Linked DNA regions of Mus musculus: region 1 is linked to region 2. Evidence: chromatin contacts called from public Hi-C data. All regions are on one chromosome and are shown on one strand. Each heading gives the region's core, a stretch centred on a gene start, on an enhancer-like site or on the middle of the called end of the contact. The rest is flanking DNA. Distances are from core to core; before and after follow the strand shown. Region 1 overlaps Hdac8 (histone deacetylase 8). Region 2 has its middle 9.2 kb from the start of Ercc6l.

What was found. Hi-C and Micro-C count contacts between places; a contact is called where the count stands out from the background.
Region 1: a Hi-C map of the N1E-115 cell line shows a contact between it and region 2, with 3 times the contacts expected there. The contact joins two enhancer-like sites. A contact is called at or near these places in 2 of 39 promoter capture datasets (hippocampal neurons and liver) and 1 of 484 Hi-C or Micro-C datasets (the N1E-115 cell line).

The regions. Positions count from the first base shown.
Region 1 is chrX:102,414,043-102,419,626 of GRCm38.p6, reverse strand. The region is part of intron 7 of Hdac8 (histone deacetylase 8); the gene reads left to right. All of the region lies in intron 4 of Gm32262 (a long non-coding RNA gene), which reads right to left. Among named protein-coding and RNA genes, the nearest start is that of Hdac8, 88 kb to the left of the region's middle. Within about 2 kb of position 3,071, at least 6 of the 459 cell types and tissues checked have an H3K27ac peak or open chromatin away from gene starts, as enhancers often do. A contact at or near this core is called in the N1E-115 cell line, where this site is marked.
Region 2 is chrX:102,163,461-102,169,153 of GRCm38.p6, reverse strand. No RefSeq gene overlaps it. Among named protein-coding and RNA genes, the nearest start is that of Ercc6l, 9.2 kb to the right of the region's middle. Within about 2 kb of position 2,008, at least 54 of the 459 cell types and tissues checked have an H3K27ac peak or open chromatin away from gene starts, as enhancers often do. A contact at or near this core is called in the N1E-115 cell line, where this site is marked.

The DNA of each region.
Region 1 (5,584 bases), core at 1,822-4,321, 250 kb before region 2:
CCTTATCAAGTAACCATATAAGTTAGCAAGTAAGATGTGGTGGGGAGTGGGGGAATGCTAGAGAGAAAGGGCAGTGTTTGCCTGGAGATGCTGTGAGAGGGGTTCTGTGGGAGCTGGATGTGAAGGGGTTTGTGTGTACTAGCTCCATGTAGGAGAATCCCAAGGAGGTGGGGGGATGGGGAGGGGATGGGGCATCTTAAATGTATGAGGGTTGATGCAGAAAAATATCTATCCTATTTAAATATAGGCAAGCCTCACTAACTCAGCCTAATTAGAGGAAAGCCAGTCTGAATCATGGAATATTTTAAATGCATTTTTATTACTTTCAAGCATTGGACATGCTAGTAATTCAAAATAGACTAACAGCATAGAACAGCACCTCAGGGAAGGGGCTTTAAGAATCATTTGTAATTAGCATATCAATTATTTGTATGTAAGTAGATGTGCACAAAGTGCATAAAAAGTTTATTCTCCTAAGTAGGACAAACATCCCCCAGTGCAGTCCTGTTTACACTATTAATTTGCTTAGCCAGCCCTTTTTGTGCCAAGATAGATGTATGTAAGAAATGCTTATTTCCTTAGGGAAGAATGAATCGCTTCCCTGTGTTTAGTCCAGTAACTAAGAAGCTGAGCGCCATTTGATTGGTTTGGGATTTCCAGGATATAGAGTTTTGAATTTGCATACAGACTAGAGAGATTTCATATGGAGAAGATCTGGCAGCCATTGCCAGAGACCCAGTTTCCCCATCTGGATTTCATTGAAGTGATCTGGATTTCATCAAGCAACAGGACACTGATCCTAAATGATCCACCAGACACTCCAACGTAGACATGTTTAAAATACATCCTGCCCCAGAAAAATAACTGCCAAAATATGATAAGTTGGAGTTACTCTATGTGCGGTACTTAAAAGTAATAAAACTGCATTTCTTTTTAAGTCCCACAAAAACCATGCAATAGCAAGTTAATGATGGAAATCAATCCCCAAACTCTTTCTTGCACACCTCATTGTGTGACAGCATTGCGCCGATTTCCAATCACCTGGGAGAGGATATTATATTGTGATGAGCTGCACCAGGTGCTAACTATATGGCAGGATTTCGCCTTTGAATCTCAGTGAGGCCCCCCTGAGTCAGAAAGGGCAAGGGAAGGGCTAGGGCCATGTTTATTGTTAACAAGTCATTATTGTCCACGTAAGTTTGCAAAGCAGTGTGATTGCAGTGAAAGAGAGATTTTAAAGGGCAAGAAGAAATATGATTAGGAAATGAAAAGCAGAGATACCTGCCTAAATTTTACCCTACATGAACTGAGGTGTGCTCTGGGTAAACTGTGAATTCTTCGAGGCTTGGTGAGAGAGTAGAGACAAGTATGGAGAACATCAGCATGGGCAGGAAGTCCATGGTCGTCGGTGCAACTACAGCTTGGAATGGCTCCAGCCCTCGCCTTTCCCCAAGGGCATCACTAGCCAGGGTCTGCAAAGGCCAAATAGCTCTTTGGCTTCCAATCTGATTTTTTTGCCTAAGAAATCAGAGAAGTTGGTTTCGATTTTAATAATATATTCTTCCAGCCTCTATATAACAGAAAGGCACTTGTGTTTCTGCCCCCTCTTAAAGTGAATTTTGTGTTTGGTGAAAGGTAATAGATTGGCAGCACTGGAAAATGAATTACTGTATTCCCAGAACAGGTATAACCAGGCAGTGACACTATGAAATTTCTCTCTGCCTTTGGGGACCATTAGAGTATTACTCAGGAAGTCACTGCTATGGTGTGCTGTGCTGAACTCCACAGAATCCTAACGGGCTTTAAGAATTAACATAGCACTCAAAGGGCCTGACTTAAAGCCATTCATTTATTCATCCAGCATTATGCAGTGCTTACTATGTGCCTAATGCTGGGAGAAGACATTCACAAATGTTGTATCATTTAATCTCTACAATAACATATGAGAGGGAGAATATCATTCTTGGTTTATAGAGAAGGAAAACAAGGCTCAAAAACAAAGTGATCTGCACATGTCACCACACACACACTGGATCCAGGCTCTTCTGACTCCGTGCCAGTCTTCTCCCTGAACTAGGTACTGCGGAGTTTGCAAAGCGGGGCTGAGGAGATATATGCTCAAACAATATGACACAAAGCCGAATGTAATTTGCACCATGGGCACTCCTGGTGGTTACAGAGCAGTGAAATGTCCTATCCCAGAACACATAGTGGGCTATTAGCACAGCAAGCGTTAGGATTCATATTCTTTCCATTGTCTTCCAGACCTGCCTCTCTGTCCAGCCCACCACCTGCCAAGATAATATCTACCCTGCTTGCTGGGGGGCGGGGAGTGGGGGTGTCTAGCCTTTCAGAATGAAAAAAAGCCTTAAAGCCATGGGACTCAGTGATGACACCATTGGATTCGAATTGGAATTTGTATACTAATTCTAGCTCTGACGAGTCACTCTGGGCCACTGGCATGGTCCTTTAATTCTGTATGACTCACTCACTCTTGTGTGAGTGAATGAGAATGGTTTACTTCCAAGAAGTACAGCAAGAGATAAGTAATAATACACTAAAAATAGTGTACATCCCTTCCTGTTGCCAAGGTGAAATATAATTAATGAGAGAATTACGTATACTACAAGGCCAGCATAGAAAGAGATGCCAATTAGAATCTATGTTTTTATGTAATGGGCTCAGCAATGAGAGGAAAAAAAAATATTCCTTTAAAGTGCTACGTCATAAAAATTAAAAGAAAAAAAGAGAGGACAGGTTGTGGGTTGGTTGGTGAATTTGGAGAGTTTTAAGATTTGGTTTTTATTTTATAGGTTTGGATGTTTTAGATGTCTGGGAAACCAGTACAGCTTGCCTGATGCTAAAAGCAGAGAAAAAAAAAAACAACATAGGAAATTAAATGCCTTAAATGTGTCCAAGAGGCACCCGTGGCCCCCCAAAGAAATGACACATCATCCTCACTGCAGGGAGCCCCACTCCAATTCCTGCCTCCCACAACTATTTGTAATAGATCTGAAATCACTGAGGCATTCGCCATATGCTGAGTCCCCTGACAGCTTGAGTCTTTGCAGAATGAGTCAGCAGTACCTGAGTTGAGATAGGATTGCAAAAGTATAGAAAACACACAGAGAAGAAAAGTTGACCGGCCTCACATTCGGGACTGATGAGTGATTCTTTGGGTCTCTGACAGAGCCCTCTTCTGAATTCCATCAAATGCAGTGACTTTAGTATTTATATCTTAGAGAGGAGCTTTGCTGCTGGCAAGAACGTCTCTCAGGCTGACTGTGGGGGCTCAATGCATTAGTACTCTCCATCTGCAGCTGGCTAAACAGTTTGTCAACTTTTAAGTTTCTCATTTTTATATCTAGTGAGGGAGTACCTAGAGCAGTGGTTCTCAGTCTTCCTAGTGCTGTGGCCCCTTAATACAGTCAATTCCTCGTTTGTGGTGACCCCCAAACATAAAAATATTTTCGTTGCAGCTTTATAACTGTAATTTTGCCACTGTTATGAACTGATATCTGATATGCAGGATATCTGATTTGCAACCCCCATAAAAGGGTTCCTTGACTCCAGAGGGGTCGTGACCCACAGGTTGAAAAACACTGCTCTAGAGGGTTGCTAGTGCTTGTTAGAAAACATGGGAGATGCTTGCCTTACAGAGGTGAGATATAAGCAAAAGTCAGGAAATGGGACCCGCTGGCAGCCTGTCTCTCTCACGGGCCTGGCTAGGCAGACAAGTTAGGGTTACTGTGCCCTATCAGCAGCCATGATCATGACTGTAACACTGTCAGTCTGGCATCCCATTACCTGGGAGTGAGAACTTTAGTTTCATAATTCCCTAACAAACCAATAATAAACACATGCTCTCCACTCCCCTGACACCACCACCCAGTGCTGGAGGGAAAATGGCGCCAGGGAATAATGTCAAGGGTGCAGAGCAGAAGCTGTGGGTGAACACCTCAGAGGTTTGGGGGCTTTTCTTTTACCTCCAAGTACTTTGCCTGTCATCACCCCTAGCTTTTCTTCTCCTCAGGCTCAAACATCCTCCCCCAAATAAAGACCTGCTGAAGTTTCTGTGCCTGCTTCTCCTCATTTGCATAGCCCCCTCTGAAAACCAGACTGAAGGCTGGGGGATCAGGTTTCTCATCAAGAAAACTGCATTTCAAATGCATGTCTTGTGTGTTTATAAGGAGCTTACTAATGTAGTGTAATGAGATGCCTGTCTTCCCCCTCCCTTCTGGGGAAGAGATTTTATACTTTCATAAAAACTTAAAATTAATGATTTACAGGGCACGGAGTAGCAGTGTTAAAGCCGTTAGGGAAGGTTTCCCAAAAGCTATCTGGGGTGGCATTTCATTCACTTACTCGTTTAATGACTATTTATTGAATGTCTACTATGTCTAAAGTATTGATTCTACGTTCAAGGAAGTTAGGGAAATTTTTAAAATGTTAGATAGAGATTGATTTTCATATTCACACACATTTGAATAAAACAAAACATGGGAAGTTACAAGAACCATAAAATTTAGGATGCTATAGGCATTCAGAGGAGATAAATACTTCAGAAAAAGGCTTAATTAAGGAGGTAACATTTGATCTGGGTTCTAAAGGGTACCTAATTACTACATCTTTAGAAAGTGTCTATGCATATTTATAAAATCTGGGTCAAGTTTGAATATACAGAAATTGCCGGGAAGGATAATTGTGTAGAAAGGGAACAGTGAGACCAGGGTTGGAAGAAGGTGCTGTTGGAGAGGAGCAGTGGTTCAGCTTGGCTGGACTGTAAAGTGGGTGAGAGGCAGAAGTCCCAAAGACTGGAAAAGCAGAGCTCAAACTCTTAGCTATAAAAATTTGTACCGTATTCTGTCAGCACTAGGCAAACCAGTGAAGGCTTTTAAAAATGAGGAAATAATAAAATCAGAGTTTGCTTGAGAAAATTAGTACTTAAAAGTAATACTCTGCCATGGCCCTGCTTGTGGTAACAACCTAGGTGACATAGCTGGTGCTTGACCTGCCAAACCATATAGTTCAGAAAGTCATAGAAGCAGGTAAATTGTAATAATTTAAAGGTCCAACTCTGGTGACAGGCTGCAGTTCTGAAACTTAATAAATGTGTGATACTCTGTAGACTTCTGAACTCTGTGCTGCAGTTTTCTCATCTAGAAAATAAATTTCATGACACACCTGCCTTATATTTTTATGAGGTCTAAAATGTGTTAATACAAATAAAGTTCATAGAACAGTACTGTATCCTTCCTGGGTAAAGTCCTCAAAAAATATTAGCTCCTAGTATTTTTTCCATTTATGGAGGAGATGGAATTTAAAGAATGACTATGGCTATAACGTAGACATGGAAAAAGGTAGTGTTTAGCCACAAGGCGACATGTGACAAAAGGCCTACTTACATGAAGACGCACAGTGAGTGAGGTAAGCAGTTGCCTGTGGGGTGACATCACAGGTCAAGGCTTATTGAGCAATAGGATTTTAAAGGCAAGCCAGAGGTAGATCAGGAGGGACTTTGAATCATAACCTAAAGTAGAGGAACATTGAAGGATTTGGGATAAGACAAGTGACTTGATTGAAA
Region 2 (5,693 bases), core at 759-3,258:
GTTTTTGCTGCCAAAAGCCATCAGATATGAAGAACTTCAGGACCCCCTATCACAATTTTTAAGAGTTTTCTTCAATGTCTTTCTGTCTAGACTGTTTCTCTTTGGGGTGGGGGTGAGGTTGTCACAATAGCTTTCTATGTCTCTCATTCTCAACTGTGATTGTTTGGGGATGGGGTAAGACAGGGATTCTCTGTACAGCCCTGGCTGTCCTGGAACTCACTCTATAGACCCGGCTGGCCTCAAACTCAGAGATCTATCTGCCTACCTCTGCCTCCCAAGTGCTGAAATTAAAGGCATGCACCATCACCACCTGACAAATTTGTTTGTGTGTGTGTGTGCGCGAGCGTGTAAAGAGACGGAGGGAGAGAGAGAGGGAGGGAAGGAGAAAGAGAGGAAGAGAAAGACTGACAATATTGTAGCCCTTGGCTGGCCTAGAACTCATTTTGTACATATGCTGGCTTAGAACTAGAGATCTACCTGCCTCTGTCTCCAGAGTTATGTATACATTATGTATACATTGGGTCACTGCCCCACTCTCATATCTGTAAGGGCTCTCATTTTGTGTGTAGTACAAATTCCTCTGTTACTCAAATAGCTTCAGTGGGCCATTCTACCACCTTTCTGCTTCTTTTTCCACTGTTCCTTCTTGTATGTTATACATACGGGGGGGGGGGGGAGGTGGGCAAAGGACCCAGGTTTGGTTTCAAACACCCATATGGCAGATTACAACCACCTGTAACACCAGTTCTAGGGGACCAGATGCCTTCTTCTGGCCTCTATGGGTACCAGGCACATACATAGCACACACACAAAACACCCATACACATATAATAAATCCTTAAAAATAGTTTTGAATTGGCTGAGTCCTTACAATAAGAGTGTTTTGGCATGCTTCCATCCCATTGGCTCCGGGTCTCTAACGAATCAGGGTGAGTACGGCTAACACTGATTTAGTTGTACAATTTGTTACCTCCCTTCCCTTAAAGGTAAGCTTCATGCCGGTGGAAATTCTGGTGTGTTTTGTTCACTACTGTATCCCTAACACAATGTCTGCCATATAGTAAGTGATTAATAAATAATGATTGAAGATGGCTGTGTTGGCTTGCACATGGATTATACCAGCACCTGAGGCTGAAGCACAATGAGAGCCACAAGTCTGAGGCCAGTCTGGGCTATGAAGAGAGCTGTTTTGTTTTGTTTTGTTTTTGAGACAGGGTTTCTCTGCGTAGCCCTGGTTAATCTGGAACTCGCTCTGTAGACCAGGCTGTCCTTAAATTCAGAGATCCTTGTGCTATCCCCCCCACCCCACCCCCCTGCCACCGCCTGCCCACAGTGTGGGATCAAAGGCCTGTGCCATTATTGCCTGGCTGGGGAGAACCTTCTTAAAAGACAAAATTTCCAAACCAAAACCAACTAAGTAAGTAAATAAATACTGAATGAATGAATGATAGCCATTATGACTGGATCTTTCTCTACACTCACCACTCACTCTCCCAGGAGTTATGGGTCATTCTGTGGACAGGAATTGACATCTCCTGGCTTTGCATTCCCAGGACCAAGGAAAGTGCCCACTATCAAAGGGGCCCCATATGTAATGACTTAAATGCTCTGCTCTGCTTGTCCAGAACACTCCAGTCTGCAGACAAACAGGACAGAGCCCACTTCGGTGTCTGACTCACTCTCTTCCTGTCACCCCTCCATAAAGCCCCAACCCTGGCAGGGCCACTTGCTTAGTATGTCTGCTCCCTTCTCGTTTTCCCATCCTTTCTCTTCCCCCATCTCCTCCTTCCCACACATCTGGGTACATCTGGGTACAGGCTATCATCTCGGGGTAGCAATTACTGCTGCTAAGCTGGAAGTTGTTTTGCTCAGGGCTATGTCTCCCAGGGATTCATTTGCATGCTTCCTGGCATTTCTGATGTTCCAGGGAAATGACACAGCAGCTGCCCGGGCTCAGTGAGTGGAGGAGAGATCAGGCCAGGAGCTGGACTAATCCGCCTGCAGGACCAAAGGCACCGGAAGCAGGGAGGCCATGGCCCCTCGTTGCCACCTCACTGGCCCCAGTTTCTCTGTCAGTACCAGTCTGGGGTGGAAATGAGGTGCTGCCTGGAATAGTTTGTAAACTACAAAACAAGGGCCTGCTAACGTTACAGCATTACAATAGATTAACTCAGCTCTCATTTCCCTGGAGCTGCCCTGTGTCTCTGCTCCTCTCAGCTTTCTGCCTCCCCACAGCCTGCCATTGTAGCACAGCAGGAGCAAGGCCCCTGGTAGCTCTCTTCTATTCTGTACAAAAATCACCACCTTTGGAACACCTTTTAAGGACAGGGCCCACAGAGACAACCTCAAGCTCATCCAGCGGGGGCGAGCCATTGATCAAATCCTATTCAGGCTGCCTTCCGGTTGTTCAGATCTGCTGGGAGGAGGCCAGCTGGAATTAGTGACAAATTGGAAGCAGAGAATATTGACAAAGAAGTGCTGTTTTATTGCCTGCGATGACTCACTATAATTCAAAGGCGATAATTCAAAAGCAGCTCTCCTAGTCAAGGAGAATCACAGCTAGTGAATAGGGAAAACTGTGTTAATAAGTTAGCCACATCCAGACCTTAAGATTAAATTCAGTTCTGTTCCCTTCAAGGAGATGAAAAATAACCCTTTCACCTCCAACTCCTTCTCCCCCCTCCAAATCTGAAAGCCTTGCCAAAAGGCTTTGAAAATAAGTCAGCACCATCCAAATATTTCTTGCTCCAACCACTCTGTGCCTGAAGTCTAAGTAAGCTATGTAGCCCAGGATGACTTTGAACTCACAATTCTCTTGCTTCAGCCTCCTATGTGTTGGGATAAAAGTATGTGCCATTACACCAGTCTAAGACTATATAGATATAGATATATAGATATAGATGTAGATGTAGATACAGATATATAGTAACTGTCTTCAGACACACTAGATGAGGGCATCAGATTCCATTAGAGATGGTTATATATATATATATATATATATATATATATTAATGTTAGGAATTGGACCCAATATCTTACACATACTAAATGAGTGCTCTCCCTCTCTAACTAGATTCCTAGCCCTGGGAAAAAATTTAAAGTATCTTTGCATAGGCCCTAACTCTAGATATTGATTTAGTAAGGGATGGAATGTGGGCATTTTTTTAAAAATGAGGCATAATTTAGATATAATAAAATATATAGGTCTTAAGTGTCTGTCCTGCCCAGCTTTATGTGAACTTGACACAAGTTAGAGTCCTTTTTTTTGGGGGAGGCGGGGGTCGAGACAGGGTTTCTCTGGCTGTCCTGGAACTCACTCTGTAGACCACACTGGCCTCGATCACAGAGATCCACCTGCCTCTGCCTCCCAAGTGCTGGGATAAAAGGCGTGCGCCACCACCGCCCGGTTTAGAGTCCTCTTGAGAGGAGGGAAATTCAATTGAGAAAATGCCTCCATAAGATCTGTGAGCAAAGCCGAGCAAAGCTTCTATAAGCAAACAAGCTGAGGAAGCAGTGAGGAACAAGCCAGTAAGCAGCGCTCCTTTGCCAGCTTCTGCCTTCAGGTTCCCACCTGGTTTTAGTTCCTGCTTTGGTTTCCCTCAATGGTCTGTGACTCAGGATACATAAGCCAAATCAACCTTTCTTACTAATGCCACTGTGTCTCATCACAGCAACAGTAATCATAATTAAGACAGTATTTAATAAGACAGATTTTAAAAAAAGCATTTCCATTGCTCTAGTGTCCCCGAATATGTGGACCCCTGCCAAAGGCAACCTCCATACTGATTTCCATTAGGGATTCATATCGATTGTTCTTGAACTTCGTAGAAACCAAGTCAAGCAGTGATAACATTTAGAGACTGGTCCGTCTCCCTCAGTATAGTGCCACTGAGAGTCACCCAAATCATTGCACTGGTCAAGAAGTTCATTTGCTTTTAACGCGTGGCATTCCCTTGTATGTTATTTTTGTTGTCTGGTGTTTGTTTGTTTGTTTGTTTGTTTATTTCTGCCATTGCTATAATGGAAAAACCTGAATCTATGTTGTTTGTTTGTTTTATTGAGACAGGATCATCTGGCCTGGAACTTGCTATGTAGACCAGGTTAGCCTCAAACTCATAGAGTTCTAACTCCCAAGTGCTGTGATTAAAGGCATGTGCCACCATGCTCAGCATAAATCTATGTGGTTAAGAGTACTGGCCCTGGGCTAGCGAGATGGCTCAGTGGGTAAGAGCACCCGACTGCTCTTCCAAAGGTCCGGAGTTCAAATCCCAGCAATCACATGGTGGCTCACAACCATCTGTAATGAGATCTGACTCTCTCTTCTGGAGTGTCTGAAGACAGCTATAGTGTACGTACATAAAAAGAAAAAAAAAAAAAAAGAGTACTGGCCCTTCTTCCAGAGGTCCTGAATTCAATTCCTAGCAACCACATGGTGGCTCACAACCATCTGTAATGGGATCTGGTGCTTTTGGTGTGTAGGCCTACATGTAGGCAGAATACTGTACACATAGTAAATTAATAAGCCTTTTAAAAAAAGATCTCAAAACGATCTCTAGGGGGGCTGGGGAGATAACTCAGTGATCAGGAATGTGTACTACTCTTTCAGAGGACCTTAAGCTTTTCAGCACCCACAATGGGCAGCCCACAGCTGCCTGTAACTCTAGTTCCAAGGAACCCAACATCTCTGGTCCCCAAGAATACCGGCAAACATACACAAGCATTAAATATAATAAAAATAAATCCTTAAGCCGGGCGGTGGTGGCATACACCTTTAATCCCAGCACTTGGGAGGCAGAGGCAGGCGGATTTCTGAGTTTGAGGCCAACCTGGTCTACAGAGTGAGTTCCAGGACAGCCAGGGCTATCCAGAGAAACCCTGTCTTGAAAAAAAAAAATATAGAAAAAGAAAAAAAAAAAAAGAAAAGAAAAGATTCCTAGTACATCTACTATGAATACAGAGTTGAGAATTCCTGGCAAACTAAAGATCATTCCCAGAAGCTCCTTAGTGTTACAGGTCCCAAATCGATCTTCTCGAGCTATCTGCTCACTGAAAGGTGTGCTCATCATTTTCTTGCTACCTGGGTATCTGGTCTCACTGAATTCCAAGGCACAAGGTGACTCACCTCTCTGAACCTTGATTCCTTCACCTGGTAAGGACACAGTGCTTGGTTACTGGGAAAGAGTCTGGCATCAAACATCAATTCTTGGAAGGAGTGCTGAGAGGGAATGGGAGCTGTCCACTCCACCCTGGGACGTGCCATAACACGCCCTGGCATTAGTTCTGTGCCTTTTCTCCATACCTTCAAAGGCCGAGACTGGCCAAGCTCCTGGCTGTGTTCTCACCCTGCCTTGATGAATTTGAACAAAATATCCCAAGGGTCCCTAAGCTCTTTAAGCTCAGAGCAGATGGCTAGCAAGCCAGTTCTCTAGGACATCCAGTCCCTGAGTCAGATCTAGGCAGGGGGCCAAGGCCTTCAAAGGCTCTAGAAAAGCTTAACTCTCATCCCAGCTCCCCCCAGTTGTCCCCGAGAGCTTATATGTTTTACTGCTGGGCTCTGTTCAGTGCCAGTGAAGGAAGGGAAAGAATAAACACCAAATTAGGTGTCTAATGTGGAGTGCCTGGACTCTGATGCTGAGGAAGGGCTCTTCTTCATTGGAGAGAGAAGCCAAGAGAAAGCTTGTGGAATTTCCAGG